Regions from separate parts of the Danio rerio genome. Here regions 1 and 2 are each linked to region 3. Evidence: chromatin contacts called from public HiCAR-type data. All regions are on one chromosome and are shown on one strand. Each heading gives the region's core, a stretch centred on a gene start, on an enhancer-like site or on the middle of the called end of the contact. The rest is flanking DNA. Distances are from core to core; before and after follow the strand shown.

Region 1 (4,246 bases), core at 1,503-4,002, 160 kb after region 3:
TAAATAAAAATGCAAATTAGCAGTATTATTAGACATTCATCATTAAAATAAGGTCAGTTCGCTGCCAAACGTCCTGCTGCTGTGCACCTGATGCTGAGCAACGATAGCCATTTTCGAGCAGCACATAGTTTGCATGATTATTTCCGAGCAAGTCCTATATATTAATAATAATGTTAATAATAATAATAATAAATGCCTAGTTCGCTCGCTACCAAACACCTTGCTGTTGTGCACCTGATGCTGAGCAAAGGCAGCATCTGGTTTGCATGATTGTTTTCGAGCTACTGTAGACCTAAATAATAATAATAATATTATTATTATTAAGAATAATAATAATAATTAATATTGTTCACTTACTGTTTTTTTATTGTTTAGTTTTTTTAAATAGTTAATAACAGGACCAGAATAAAAACACATTGGGCTCAGTTGCTACAACAAAGGGTACTATTTTAAAAATTGTTTTATTTCCTCCTATTGATTTTGATTCGGCTATATATATATATATATATATATATATATATATATATATATATATATATATATATATATACATAACTAAACAATAAAAAACAGTAAGTGAACAATATTAACGCTGAATATTTTAAATAAGTGGGTTTAAAAAAATACAATAGGATCGGTGGCTGTGCACTAGCAACATCTCAGGTATAGCCAACTCATTTAAGAGCTGAACTAAAAGAAGTTAAAGGGCAATACAATACGGTCAGCCGCAATGCCTACTTTACATTTGTTTTCTCACACAACAAGACTTGAGACTTTCTAAAACATTGGATTAATGAACAAATTTTCAAAGGAACTAATCAAACACATACTTATAATTCGTAATAAATAATGTGTTGTAGTTCAGACTAACAGATATAAGCTTGCTGTCTGTGCGTTGTGCTAATAATAAACTTGACATTTTCTCTTTGTGACCAATATATGTTATACAGCGGGCCCAGTTCCATATTGCACATATAAATATTGTATATAGGCTACTATTAGGTGCTGCCAACAATTTTTATTTTTTATTTTTATACTGCATTTTATTTTATGCATTTACTATTGTATGAAATAATAAAAAGGTGAAGTCCGCTCGTAAAGCGTGTCTTGCGCACAGAAATTCATACATTCTGAATTAAGTTCTCTTTAACCTAATTCTGCTTAAATTGTAGAAAATCTTTAAAATGACAGGACTTTAATCAAGCCTTTTTCAACTGGAGAATTACAGTTATTAATAGCGTAGTCCTTATTAATGATCAGTTTATAAAATACATCATTTACAGATCTACTGAAAAATAAGATGAATATTTAATAACTATAATATTTTTATACCTTACAGCTTAACAGTGCGTGCGTATTATCAAAGATGTAGTCATTGATGTAAGCCTGCTAACTGATCAAATGACAGAATATGTAAACTTAGTTTATATATATATATTGTAACGAGCGCACACATGCCACGTCGCCCTAATCACTAATCCAACCCAGCTGGACCATCATCAACACAGGATCGCTCACAGCTGGACGTCATCAACCGGAGAGGCATATAAACCAAGCCCACGCCAGGAAAAGACGAGCTTCATTCACCCTATGACTCCATGCGCTAATGCTTGTCTCGCTGTCTCTCCACAGCAGACTCCAGCTCGTGACGATCCCACATCCGACTACTCACTGTCCTTCACCTACTTCCCGGAGCACCAGAGCACCTCATCACGAAGAAGAGCACCGTTTGCACACCTCTCACTTTGTAAATAAAGCACCCTCCGGGGACTTGTCTGTAAAACTATCCAACTGTGTCGTTGTTTTCCCTCTGCCTCGCTACAATATATATATAATTAAATAATAATAATAGTTAAAAGCCTGGGTGCTGGTCCACTGAGGGCTCTTATTTTGAGGGCTACGTCAAGAGCTCAGATTTGGTTAACCAATCAAAGGAAAGTTGGCATTTCAGCACCGCCTACACGTGTATAATGAATTTTAAAGTCGTTTATCCATTTTCCTACCCTAAGATTAAAAAATGAAAATGGAGCCAAAATCTCGTTTTTTGTGACCAAATGAAAAATGAAGACTGTTTTTATAGCCGTTTTTCATTATATACATATATAGGCAGGCAGGGTGGCTGGCTGGCTGCCTGCCTGCCTGCCTGTCTGTATATATATATAACTAAAACAAAATCAATAGGAGGAAATATGGCTGGCTGGCATAAACAAAAATATATTTTAAAGTTAGTGAATAGCTAGAGTCACCATATTAACCTCCTGCTGAACCTGCTGGTAAATTTGACCAAACTCTTGAGCACAAGTGCGCTGGTGGAGCTCCATGAGGAGAGCATGACCAGCCAGTTGTATTCAAGGCAATTTTGAGCACTGTATCTGGTATGAACCTAACTAATATGCCCAATTTATAATAGAAATGGTCCTGAAGATTATATTCATGATGGTAAATCAATGTAAACAGAAACGTTTTCTGCAGAGAAAAAGAAAGTGATCGCGTTAAACTCTGAGCTACCTGGCTGGTGACGCAGCAAGTGTTGCAAACCCACCGGTCAGTTTAAGGGCTGTTTGAAGCGCTTCTTTGAGGAAACACTGCTGCAAATGTCTATGACGGAAACAAGTAGACACAAAAGAATACACATTTCATGAATTAAAAATGTAATTCCTCTGGATGAGAGTGCGAGGACACGCGCCAGACTAAGATAGTGAGCGCGCTAACGGGGACGCATAACCAGCGTAGAACTCCATGAGGAGGGCGTGACCAGCCAGTTGTAATCGAGCCACTTTTGAGAACTTTATCTGGAATGAACCTGACTAATATCCCCGATTTATAATAGAAAAGGTCCTGAAGATCATAATTATGATGGTAAATCAATATATAAAGCTGCAGAGAAAAAAAAGCGATCGCTTTAAATTCCGAGCTAACTGGCTGGTGGTGACTGCAAGGTGATTAGCGTCGATAACCCACCAGTCTGTTTAGGGTCATTTGAAAACCTTGTTTGGAATAAATTTTCTGCAAATATAAGGTATGTAAACCAGAATACCATAAAGACTATATGTTTCATAAATGAATCATTTGATCACCCAAAAAGAGTGCAAATTAGACACCACACTTATAAGGCTTAAGCGCTGTTAAACTGAGCTGCTTGCGTAGGCGTTAGTACCAGCCAGTTGTATTGACAGCTATTTGAGCGCTGTATCTGTGATTAGCTTGTTTAATGAGCCCAATGCCTAAATGAAAAGCTCTATTATATTTCTTTCAGAGAAATTGAAAGCAAGGGAAGGAAACTTAGACCTTACCACATTTTGTAGATTTGAGGACACTTTATTTGTAATAAACATTCCGAAATGTCCCATCATTAAGAATAAATCCGTAAAAATGTTCATATTGTTTATTGTTAAAACATTTGATGGAATGAAAGGTCATATGACTTGCCAGTTGCCAACTGCCACCAAGTAGCCACTGGTAGGACACCTTACCCACCAGCCAGTTGTTAATGGCGACCAAATAGCCACTGGTAGGACACCTGACCCACCAGCCAGTTGTTAATGGCGACCAAGCAGCCACTGGTAGAACACCTGACCCACCAGCCAGTTGTTAATGGCCACCAAGCAGCCACTGGTAGAACACCTGACCCACCAGCCAGTTGTTAATGGCCACCAAGCAACCACTTGTAGGACACCTGACCCACCAGCCAGTTTGTTAATGGTCACCAAGCAACCACTGGTAGGACACCTGACCCACCAGCCAGTTTGTTAATGGTCACCAAGCAGTCACTGGTAGGACACCTGACCCACCAGCCAGTTGTTAAAGGCCACCAACCAGGCTCTGGCTGCCAGTTGCCAACTGTCTGGCAAAATGTGGCTGCCACTGGCTGGTCATGCTACCCGACAGTTGGACACTGGCGGCTGCCATCAGCCAGTGTCAGGTCACATGACCCGCCACTGGCGGCTCCTGCCAGCCAGTTGAAGATTGAACCCCTTGAACTTTGGTTCATTCAACCTTAAACCAACACCGCCCTCTGCTGGTAATGATATGAGTTGGTAATAACATTCTTAGTGTTCTGTAGCAGATTACAATAACATCATAATTATTTCAATTAAAATGCATATTATACCATTGTTATAGTGCATTATATATGTCACTATTATAGATGTCATCATTCATATATATATATATATATATATATATATATATATATATATATATATATATATATATATATATATATATATATATATATATATATATA
Region 2 (4,708 bases), core at 472-2,971, 130 kb after region 3:
AATAAATATTCAAAACGGCAAGGCTTCTTAAAAACGGCGCGATTCCATTTCCTTTTGATACAGGTGCCGTTGACCATCCTATACAATCCTCAAAACAGTCGTATAATATTACATGACTGTCAGTTGGCGTGCTCCATAGTAATAAACAGCTGTTTCCCTAACGGATTCTGCACACGCGATTTGAAGCTGAGAGAAAGTTTGGCGCGTGTTTAAACAGACATACACACATACTTAATAATAATAACATATAAGGATGTCGATCTTGGTGTTTTTTTTTTCCAAACACAACTTAAATGAGCATAAAAAGTTAGGAAAGCAGTCAAATGCTTTTCATTTTAACGTTAGATTTGTGCATTTTAAAAGTGACACCTCTTATTTAATGTAGTAAAAAAATCTTAATAAATGAGAGATTCATTCGTTGCTCTTTAATCAGAATGTAGTAATTTGGGGAATCTTTTTTTTGGGGGTGGGGGGGATCCCTTATTATGGTGGGCATATCCCTTATTTTCACATCCCAATGTTGACAGGTATGGCCTTTAACACAAAGATTGTTAATTCTAATTTGACATAACATTTTTTATTAGTATGAGGTCCCTTTCACCGCTGCTTGCAGCTTTAATTTATTAGTTTAATTGCTGAGCTGCTAAAAAGCTCACTGAAATGTCATTTTTTTAATTAAATGTTGTAAATAAATCAGATTTTTTTTTAAAATGTAAATACTGTCACTTGACGGATAGAGGACTATGCAGAAGACTTCGGCGAGCAAATCAAGGCAAAAACTAGTGTAATTCTGTTATAACTTAGATTTTTACTGTAAATAAGTTCATTGTAAAATGTAAAAAAAAACCTGTTAATATAAAGCAATGTTTTCTAGTCATTTTTAAATAGTATTAAATAAATTAGGAAATTACCCATGGCAACTATATTTACCTTGATCCCACTAGTCTCAATCAAGTTTGGTTTTTGACCCTTCATAAGAAAAAGATTGGGCATCCCTGTTCTATAGTCTTCTGCATGTTGACTATGTGACTATATTTATTTAGCACAATCCGTTGCTTTAATTAGTTGTCCTAAAAGTGTCCTTTGTAGCACACTGCATTTTAAAACCACCTTAAATTCAAGCTTGCATAGATATAAATGTAAATGTTCACATATTTGCTTGTTGTGTGTTTCAGACACCAAAATTTAATGACACTATTAAAATGAATTGTTTTAATGTGCAAATAAGCTTATGTTATCTTCTTAATTGATGCAATGTTCTCTTTTTCACAGGATTTGCAGTCACCTGAGGTGAAAAAGTCAGAGTTTGATGACGCAACTTTGTCTGAGAATGCATCATTAGCACCGTGACACATCGAATGCAGTTGATGATCACAAAGCCGTCATCTCACTGTCATGATACCAGTAAGTAAACCTGTAAAAGCCTGAGGGCATAGCAATCTCGGGGCATGCATGCAGAGATGTATTTCCCAGCAATACGCTCCAGGCTAATGTCCCAGATCAGGCAAAATTCTAAGCAGTCTTTTTACAATACATTAGAAAGTCACACACACACATACACGTCATATATGAAGTATTTAAATAGGATCTGTTTAAAATCTCTTCACCAGCCCAGCACTCCATAAAACTAAGGCCTTTCTGCTTATTACTTCTATATGTTAGTGGCTGCCATCCAATGGTCCCACATCAGTCAATACCACTATGCTGCTCTCGCTGAGGAATGACTGACTGTTCACGTCACAAAACCAGGTGTGCTCACACGCAAGGGTTTCCCTGAAAAAAAAAAGATGGTTGCTAGGCAGTAACGTCAGACAATAACAAACAGCAGGAGTCCCATGCACGCAACACCTATAGAGAGCCGAGAGGCACTTAATGTCCTGTGCAACTCAATACGCGAGTAATTGTATGGCATAAAAAGTAAACACGGGCCACGAGAAATTCCAGCACGTGCATAATTGGGATATTATTAACCTTTTTTTGGTTTCACAAACAGACTTGTGTTTTCTATAGAGAAAGGTTACGTCAACTAACCCAAATTATCTATACTAACAAAAACACTGAAAGCTGATAACTGCGAAAATTTTGTAGGAGTTTGAAATCTGGCTTTACGTTTAATTAATTAGTATCTCTCAACATTGGGTATTTAATTGCATAATCATTTCCTTTATTTTGACTTTTAGATTGTTTTCTAAGGGTTACGTCAATAAGCCCAAATTCTATGCTAACAAAAATATTGAAAGCTGATAACTGCAAATGTTGTTGATTTTGGAAGATTACGGAATTTGGCATTACGTTAAGGTTTCTTAGTACCTCAACTTCAGTTGTGTAATTGCATATTAATTTTCTTTATTGATTGTTTTCCAAAAATAAGGTATTCTATATGACAGGCTTACGTCAATAATAGCTCAAATTACATGTGTAAGAAAAGAAAGCTGATAACTCATTTAGTGTGATTACGAAATGTGTCACTACTTTGAACGTATTAGTATTTCTCAACATTCGCTATATAATTAAATAACTATTCCCTTTGATTGATTGCTTTCTAAAACCATTGTTTGCTATAGAGTTGGATTACATCAACCTAAAAACCTACTCTAGCTTGTATTTTTCTTACAATAGTATTTTAGTTGCATATGAATATTGCACTCTTTATGATGAATCGCTTAATGCCTTCCTTATTTTTAAATCACTTTTGGTGAAAGTGTTCGCTAAATTCACATTGTTTTCTGACTGGGTTACAGAAACTAGCCCAAAACAAAAATACTGATGACTATCACTGACAACTCTAAAGGTTTGTGTGAGATTTGTTGGTATATTTAATTCATTTATAGGCTATCACTGAACATTGACTCTGTTATTGCACAATAATTTAATGTATTTTTAAATTTAACTGTTTTTATAGGGCAGTATAGGACAAGTTATATGCTAACAAATATAACGAAAGCTGATAACTACAGGTGTAGTTGCATGATTTGTATATGATTATATCAATTTATCATTTAGCTCAAAGGCTTATGTGTTGCTAACACACTTGTAAAGGAACATTATTAATGTTAGCTTACAAAGTTGTGTTTCACTAAACTCCAATTCATAGTATAAACAAAAAATAAGCAAACCCATTCTGCTTTGCTTAAGCATATCCATTTGCTTGCTCTACGCTAGGAAAACCATAATTTAGGCTTTATTTATTCAGTGCATTCAGTGTTTTCCTTCACATAAACATTTTTCTTGGGATCTAATGTGTCTTCTTGAAAAGCTAATCTTGCCGCTAGCTGCGTGTCACCATCCAGAATTGGAGGGAGATTTCAAGTAGTATGTGGGGAACAGCGACCTCTACAGTATTGTTTTAGTTATGACACGTTATTCCAGAAACGTTTTTTTTGTTTTGTTTTTTGCATTTAGCTTCCTAGATATATTGGACATAGTAAACAAATCCTAAACATTTAAGGCTAAGTAATGCTAACACTTGTTTACAACCAAAAAACCAAGACAAAATGCCATTGTCTTATATGTGGAGTTGGGAAACCGAACATGTCTCACCGTAATCCCCTCATTACTCCAAGTATCAGACAAGGCGTTTACCAAAAGCTCTTCATCCTGTCTCTCTTGTGAAGAAACATGGCTATCTGTGCATGAGCGCTAAAGCCGCATTGACCACAAGCACCTCACATACCGAAGTGAGCCGCTGAGATTAGATAACCACACAATACTTGGGGGAAACGTCTGCTTGACAAAGTTCTGCTCAAACAATCATAATACCAGTATCAGACAGGCAAACACTGGGTCCTGACTTCTGAGATTTCTTCAGCGCTGCTCCTCCAGGAACATTTCCACAAGTTCAAAGCGTCAAGTGCAACTTTGGGTGTTTTAAACCGATAGGTCAATGACCCTTCTGCTGTGTATGTCCAGTTATGAAAAAAAGTTTGAGTATTAGTTTTTTGTTTTATTTAAGAAAATAAATAAAACAGACCTATCATTTCCCCCCGAAAATGATAGCCCTACAAAAAATCCAGCTTAAACCAGCCTAGGCTGGTTGGCTGGTTTTAGCTGGCTGACCAGCCTGGTTTTAAAGGGGTTTTGGCCTTTTCCAGGTTGGTTTCCAGCCATTTCCAGCCTGATCTTAAAACCAGCTTGACCAGCCTAGCCAGGTTGAAAGTCCAGCCAAAACCAGCTATGTCCAGCTAAATCCAGCTTGATCAGCCAGGTTTAAGCTGGATTTAGCTGGTCATTTTCCAGCCTCACCAGCTAAGACCAGGCTGGAAATGGCAGGAAACCAGCCTGGAAATGGCCAAAACCCCTCTAAAACCAGGCTGGTCAACCAGCTAAAACCAGCCAACCAGCCTAGGCTGGTTTAAGCTGGATTTTTCAGCAGGGCTAGGTCATCAGAATAACAAATGTTTTCATTTCTGGTTATAAAAAAAACAAAGTTATTGAACCAAATATTGATTTATTAACCCTTTTGAAGTTTTGAAATTGTTATTGTGTATTTAAACATCGCACCTTTTTTGTTAATTTAGCCCCCCTAAAATCATTTAATTGATTTTACCTTTGGAATAAATGTTTTAATGTTAAAAATGTATTTAATATTTGCTCCAAACATTACTAAATATCATATATCCAGAGAAACAGATAATTTTTAAGTTCTCTTTAAGAAAATAATTATTTAACACATCATGTTTTTTCCTGGAAATAATATTTCTAAAGGAGC
Region 3 (4,855 bases), core at 1,869-4,368:
ATGGGATTTCTGACCTGAATGCACCAACTTGATGCACCTCGAGGACGGTCTTTTGTTTAATCGAGAACATTTCATGCAAACCTAGCATTTACATAAAGAGTTTGGTGGCAAACAGCCTTGAGCTCTTGATATGTCTGTTTATCTGCTCGACTTTAAAGCGCCTGAATTCTCACCCCAACAGTAAAGAGCCTTCAGATATCCCACAATCTTCCGTTGTTTTTCCAAAAGCCACTCTCTCTTTAACTGTGGTGTAGCCCTCTGCCCAGACATGGCTATATTGAGTCTCGACAATTATGTAAATGCAATGTTTGTATTTATAGGTCTAAGCCACAGCTTTCTGGCATGGCAAAGTTGCAGCTGGGAAAGATTGCAGTTTCCCTCAAGACCCATAACATGGGGGACAGGATTATAAAGACATAGACACAAACGTTTATATCGCAATTTAAGTTTAATATGTACAATATATACAGTGTATAAATTATGTACATAAAATGCTTTGGTCCAGAACAACTCACATAGCCCTTATCATGTCATCCAAACATGGGACAGTCTGCAATTCAACGTTAACAGCATACAAATTGCGTTTAAAAAAAACGAAACCATAAGACCCTGATTTTTAAAAATAAAAACGTTTATGTCGATAAATGCACAAATTACTTAAAACATTCAGTTAACGCCCCTTTTGTTAACTTTTAAGGCAGTTTTGAAAGAGGAAAACATTGTCTTACAAAGCTTATTTAGTTTCTTGACACAATAGCATACATTTGTCGTTAAAAAAAACGCCAGTATTCGTGGCACTCGTGAGATGTATACGCATATTAAAAGGCACTGTCGTGATGTCCGCAGCACATCATGTTAACTTAAAGCACATTATACTGTCTGATTCCAGTTCCGTCTTGAGGTTTAGGTCCAGCCTATAGTATGAGTTGAACTTGCTCTTTGGAAACGAAAAATATAGTTTGTTTCTGTAAATTCTGTAAAGAATTGAAGTGTAGAACCAGCTACAAGCAATAGGTCAAGTCAGTTCATGTTTCCCCTTCACCATACTTTAAATAAGAGGGGGGGGGGGGGGGGGGGGGGGGTACAGACAATGTTCACTGTTCAGTGCGTTTAGTCCACATTTTCCAGAGTCCGTTCCTACATATGACGTTTCATATGAAGGGCGAGATGGTCGGACCTGGAGAAGGCACGTTCGCACAGGTGGCACTGGAAGGGTCGGTGTCCGGTGTGCTTGCGGAAGTGACGGGTCAATTCATCAGAACGGGCGAACTTCCACCCACAGCCTTCCCAACTGCAATGATAGGGCTTCTCGCCTATGAAAGAAGAGAGGATTCATTAAAATCTGTCCAGTTTTAGATTAATTATAACTTAATTATGATAGATCTTACGAAAACACAAAACAAGTGGCGTTTATTTACCTGTGTGTGTTCTGTGATGAGCCTTCAAGTGAGAACTTTTTGTGTAAGTTTTGCCACATCCAGAAAAAGTGCAAGTGTGAGTCGCCGTGCGTTTCCTCGGCCACGTGCGGCGCCCCCTCTTTGGTTTGGCGTCCAGCTCTAGAGGAGATGAGGGTGGTGTCAGAAGTACTCTTTGGTTGGCGTTGGGCATTGCAAGCCCATCGTCGCACATGCTGAAGTGATGTGTGCTTTGGTAAGGCAGCTGCATCTGTGGAGGTGCTGCGTGGGGAAATCCTGTGTTGCCTTGATAGCTCTGGCTGAACGTTAAGGCATGGCACATCTGCGAGTGTGACTGACAGTCTGTGTTGATGAGCTCCGCAGGGCTCTGTGGGGGAGTCATGCTGCCTGCTCCCTGGGGAGAGTTGGCTAGTCTTGGCTGCTCATAGGATCTCATGCATGCACCGTTGCCCTCTTGTTTGACTTTGGGAACCATTCCTCGTACAGGTCCGTAACTATCCATGCAGGGCTCCACTTTGATACACTCCGAAATGTCCTGAGTGGGGAAAGCAGGCCTGACTAGGAATCTTCCCTGGAGAGACGGTTGGCAGTAGGTGTCAATGTCAGACTGCAGAAGCTCTGCCATGAGGCTGGTGGTGTACGGTGGAGGTGGTGATGGGTTGATCTCAGGCACCGAGTATGTAGTCGGGTTGTACATGTTTCTGGACTCTTGCATTCTGTAGTCGCCTGCCATGCCGAGTCCGAGATTGTCAGAACCTGCAGTGTTGGCCAGTATAAACTCCAGATCCAGGTACTTGTCAAGATCTTCGTCGTCTGTTATTCTGTTGAGGTTGTCCATGTTAGATAGGTCAGCTATGCAGCTGAGATGCATGGACCTGTCCAGTTCATCCTTCCACCTCTGCAATGAAACAGGTTGATTTCGATTAGTTTTGATTTTAAACATTTTAAGAGCACAAAAAAGTTAATAGTATGCTTTATAAATGTGTTTGCAGTACACAAATAGGCTACTATTCGAAATAAAACACTGTTTTAGCTTATATTGTAATGTGTTAATAGAATATAGATTGAAAAAAGTATTGGTTTATCGATCGAGTGGCTGTTGCTATAGTTACAAACTCGCTATTTAGTTAAAAACATAAACAAACATTCCTCACGCTGGCTAACTTTATTCAAGTTAGCTAACTTGTTTTAAAAAAGAAAAACGTTTGTAGAAATTACAGCGTAAATATGAACAAAAGCAGATTTAATATAGCATGAAACCACTTAGACATAACAATGACGTGAAAATAAATAAATAGAAAACAATACTCACGTTCTCCCAGCATTTTTCCTTCTGCGCCGAAAATGTGGAAATAGACGGTAAAATCGTTCCACTCAAAGCCATTTCCAGTCGTCCCAGTTAAGGTAAAACAAACTTTAAAGATCGGGGATTTGTTGCAATCCCTCGGAGAAACTTTGGTTGTAGTGCACTACAACTCTGCTCTGCTCTTTACACTATGTTTAACACTCATGCAGAAAGTATGAGTGGTGGAAGACCTTTATCTTATAAATATCACGGCAGCGCAAGCTGGACCAATTATAAGAAGCGGAGGAAATACGCACTATCCGTCCCTAATTTTAGCCCCGGTATATAGCTGCTGCTCTCCGGCGTGTGCGCCTTTCGTCTTGGATGTTGAGAGCGCACGGGCTCTTCTTTAAATCACCGAGTCACTCCACGCCCCCTCGGTAAAACGAGTTAAACGAGTACAACATGATGCGAGAGAAATCCCTCCTCTCTCTCTCTATCTCCCTCTCCCTCTCTGATTCTCTCTCCCTCTCTTGTCTTTGCAAAAAAAAAAAAAAAAAAAAAAAAAAAAACTCGAATGGGAGAAAAACACACACCATTAACACGTTGTTCAAAGATGAAAAGTGTCGATACCAGCAGCTGTGAGCCCTCGAGACTCGTGCAACAAAGGGGATTACTGCATTTTAATAACGTAGAATGTGCTGTAAGATAACAGATTATGCATTTGGTCTAGAGTAAAACTTGAGTTATTCCAGTTTATCATGCACTGTAAGAAAATATTAGTTGCCTTAAATTGTTAAGCTGAATCAAATTAACCTTGTGAGTCCATTGAACTATGTTACTCCCATAACTTAAAACATGATTAACTTAGTTTCATAAGTCATGACTAATTGATCATATTATTTTTACAGTGTGCTTGTATTTTACTCCACACATTTACAAGTAAAAAATCAACAAAAAGTTAATGAAAGCATGATATTTTTCTCAGCTTTTTCAGTGTTTTAAAAATACTTTATTTAAGATTATGTAATAATCAAACAATGTGAGAAATCAACATTTTAGTTTGATGACTTATCAAGGGATCTCTTCAACATTTCTTAATATATATATATTTCTATTGATTATTACTGTAATGCAAACAGGTTGAAATCTGCAGTTTGACCACTAAAATGATGATTTTTGTAAATGTTTTTAATTTTTTTCACTTTCAGAGTAAGTAAAGTAATTTTACTGACATTTAGTAAGAATATGTTATTGAAATATGTAAATTACAGCATAAAAACAGGTTAATTTGCTGCTAGTATTTAATTTAGTTTTAATATGAATTTATATTTCTCTTTCTTTTCCTTTTTATTTAGCATTTTATTCAATAAATAGCTTCAAATGACTAAAAATGTCCCTTTGTTAAACTTCCTAATTAAATTTTAATCATTAAAAGTTGTTGAAGTTGAGATAAAATCTTCATAATGCATTTTAAAGACACTAGTAAATCAGAAAAATATGTGAAGCTTTTTCTTTTTTACAGTGATATAATTATGTTCTTTCATGCAAAGTAGAATAAAACAGTTCTGGTTATGTGCCTATGTGTACAGTGGCATGTACAAATGTTTACATGAAGTCAACAAAATCTGCCTTTATATACAGTTGAAGTCAGAATTATTAGCCTCCCTGTTTATTTCCTCCCTAATTCCCGTTTAACGGAGAGATTATTTTATCAACACACTCTAAACATAATAGTTTGTTCTGTGGACTATCGAAAATATGGCTTAAAGGGGCTAATAATTTTGACCTTAAAATGGTGTTAAAAAATTAAAAACTGCTTTCATTCTAGCCGAAATAAAACAAATAAGACTTTCTCCAGAAGAAAAAACATTATCAGATGTACTGTGAACATTTCCTTGCTCTGTTAAACATCATTTGGGAAATATTTAAAAAGAAAAAAAATTCAAAGGGGGGGCTAATACTTCTGACTTCAACTGAATATAGTTTACTACTTTATGTAAAATACACTAACAAGTTTTTTTTTAGAATTATTATAGTCCCAAAAGTCAGTTATTTAAAGTCTTTAAAGTCATGATGTAAGCAAGAGTCTTGCACCTGCAGCCCAAGCCACAACTTTATCAAATTTGCATGTCACTAGACCGAAACATTAACA

What was found. HiCAR-type assays count read pairs that join an accessible place to other places.
Region 1: a HiCAR-type map of caudal fin shows a contact between it and region 3, with 5 times the contacts expected there. The contact joins the promoter of LOC101882550 here to the promoter of klf2a in region 3. A contact is called at or near these places in 1 of 18 Hi-C or Micro-C datasets (caudal fin) and 2 of 4 datasets of contacts at active chromatin or transcription factors (caudal fin and embryo).
Region 2: a HiCAR-type map of caudal fin shows a contact between it and region 3, with 9 times the contacts expected there. The contact joins the enhancer-like site here to the promoter of klf2a in region 3. A contact is called at or near these places in 7 of 18 Hi-C or Micro-C datasets (caudal fin, embryo, fibroblasts and 2 more) and 3 of 4 datasets of contacts at active chromatin or transcription factors (caudal fin, embryo and gastrula embryo).

What each region holds. Positions count from the first base shown.
Region 1 is chr22:15,456,868-15,461,113 of GRCz12tu, reverse strand. It overlaps LOC101882550 (natterin-3-like), which reads right to left and starts at 2,752. Exons shown (of 3, transcript XM_021473444.3): 1 at 2,509-2,752. The region is part of intron 6 of LOC137488916 (a long non-coding RNA gene); the gene reads left to right.
Region 2 is chr22:15,485,399-15,490,106 of GRCz12tu, reverse strand. It overlaps LOC137488916 (a long non-coding RNA gene), which reads left to right. Exons shown (of 7, transcript XR_012397528.1): 5 at 1,273-1,404. Among named protein-coding and RNA genes, the nearest start is that of fam32a, 48 kb to the right of the region's middle. Within about 2 kb of position 1,721, at least 5 of the 62 cell types and tissues checked have an H3K27ac peak or open chromatin away from gene starts, as enhancers often do. A contact at or near this core is called in caudal fin, where this site is marked.
Region 3 is chr22:15,616,824-15,621,678 of GRCz12tu, reverse strand. It overlaps klf2a (Kruppel like factor 2a), which reads right to left and starts at 3,118. Exons shown (of 3, transcript NM_131856.3): 1 at 2,728-3,118; 2 at 1,419-2,313; 3 at 430-1,313. The coding sequence starts at 2,799. The coding sequence ends at 1,138.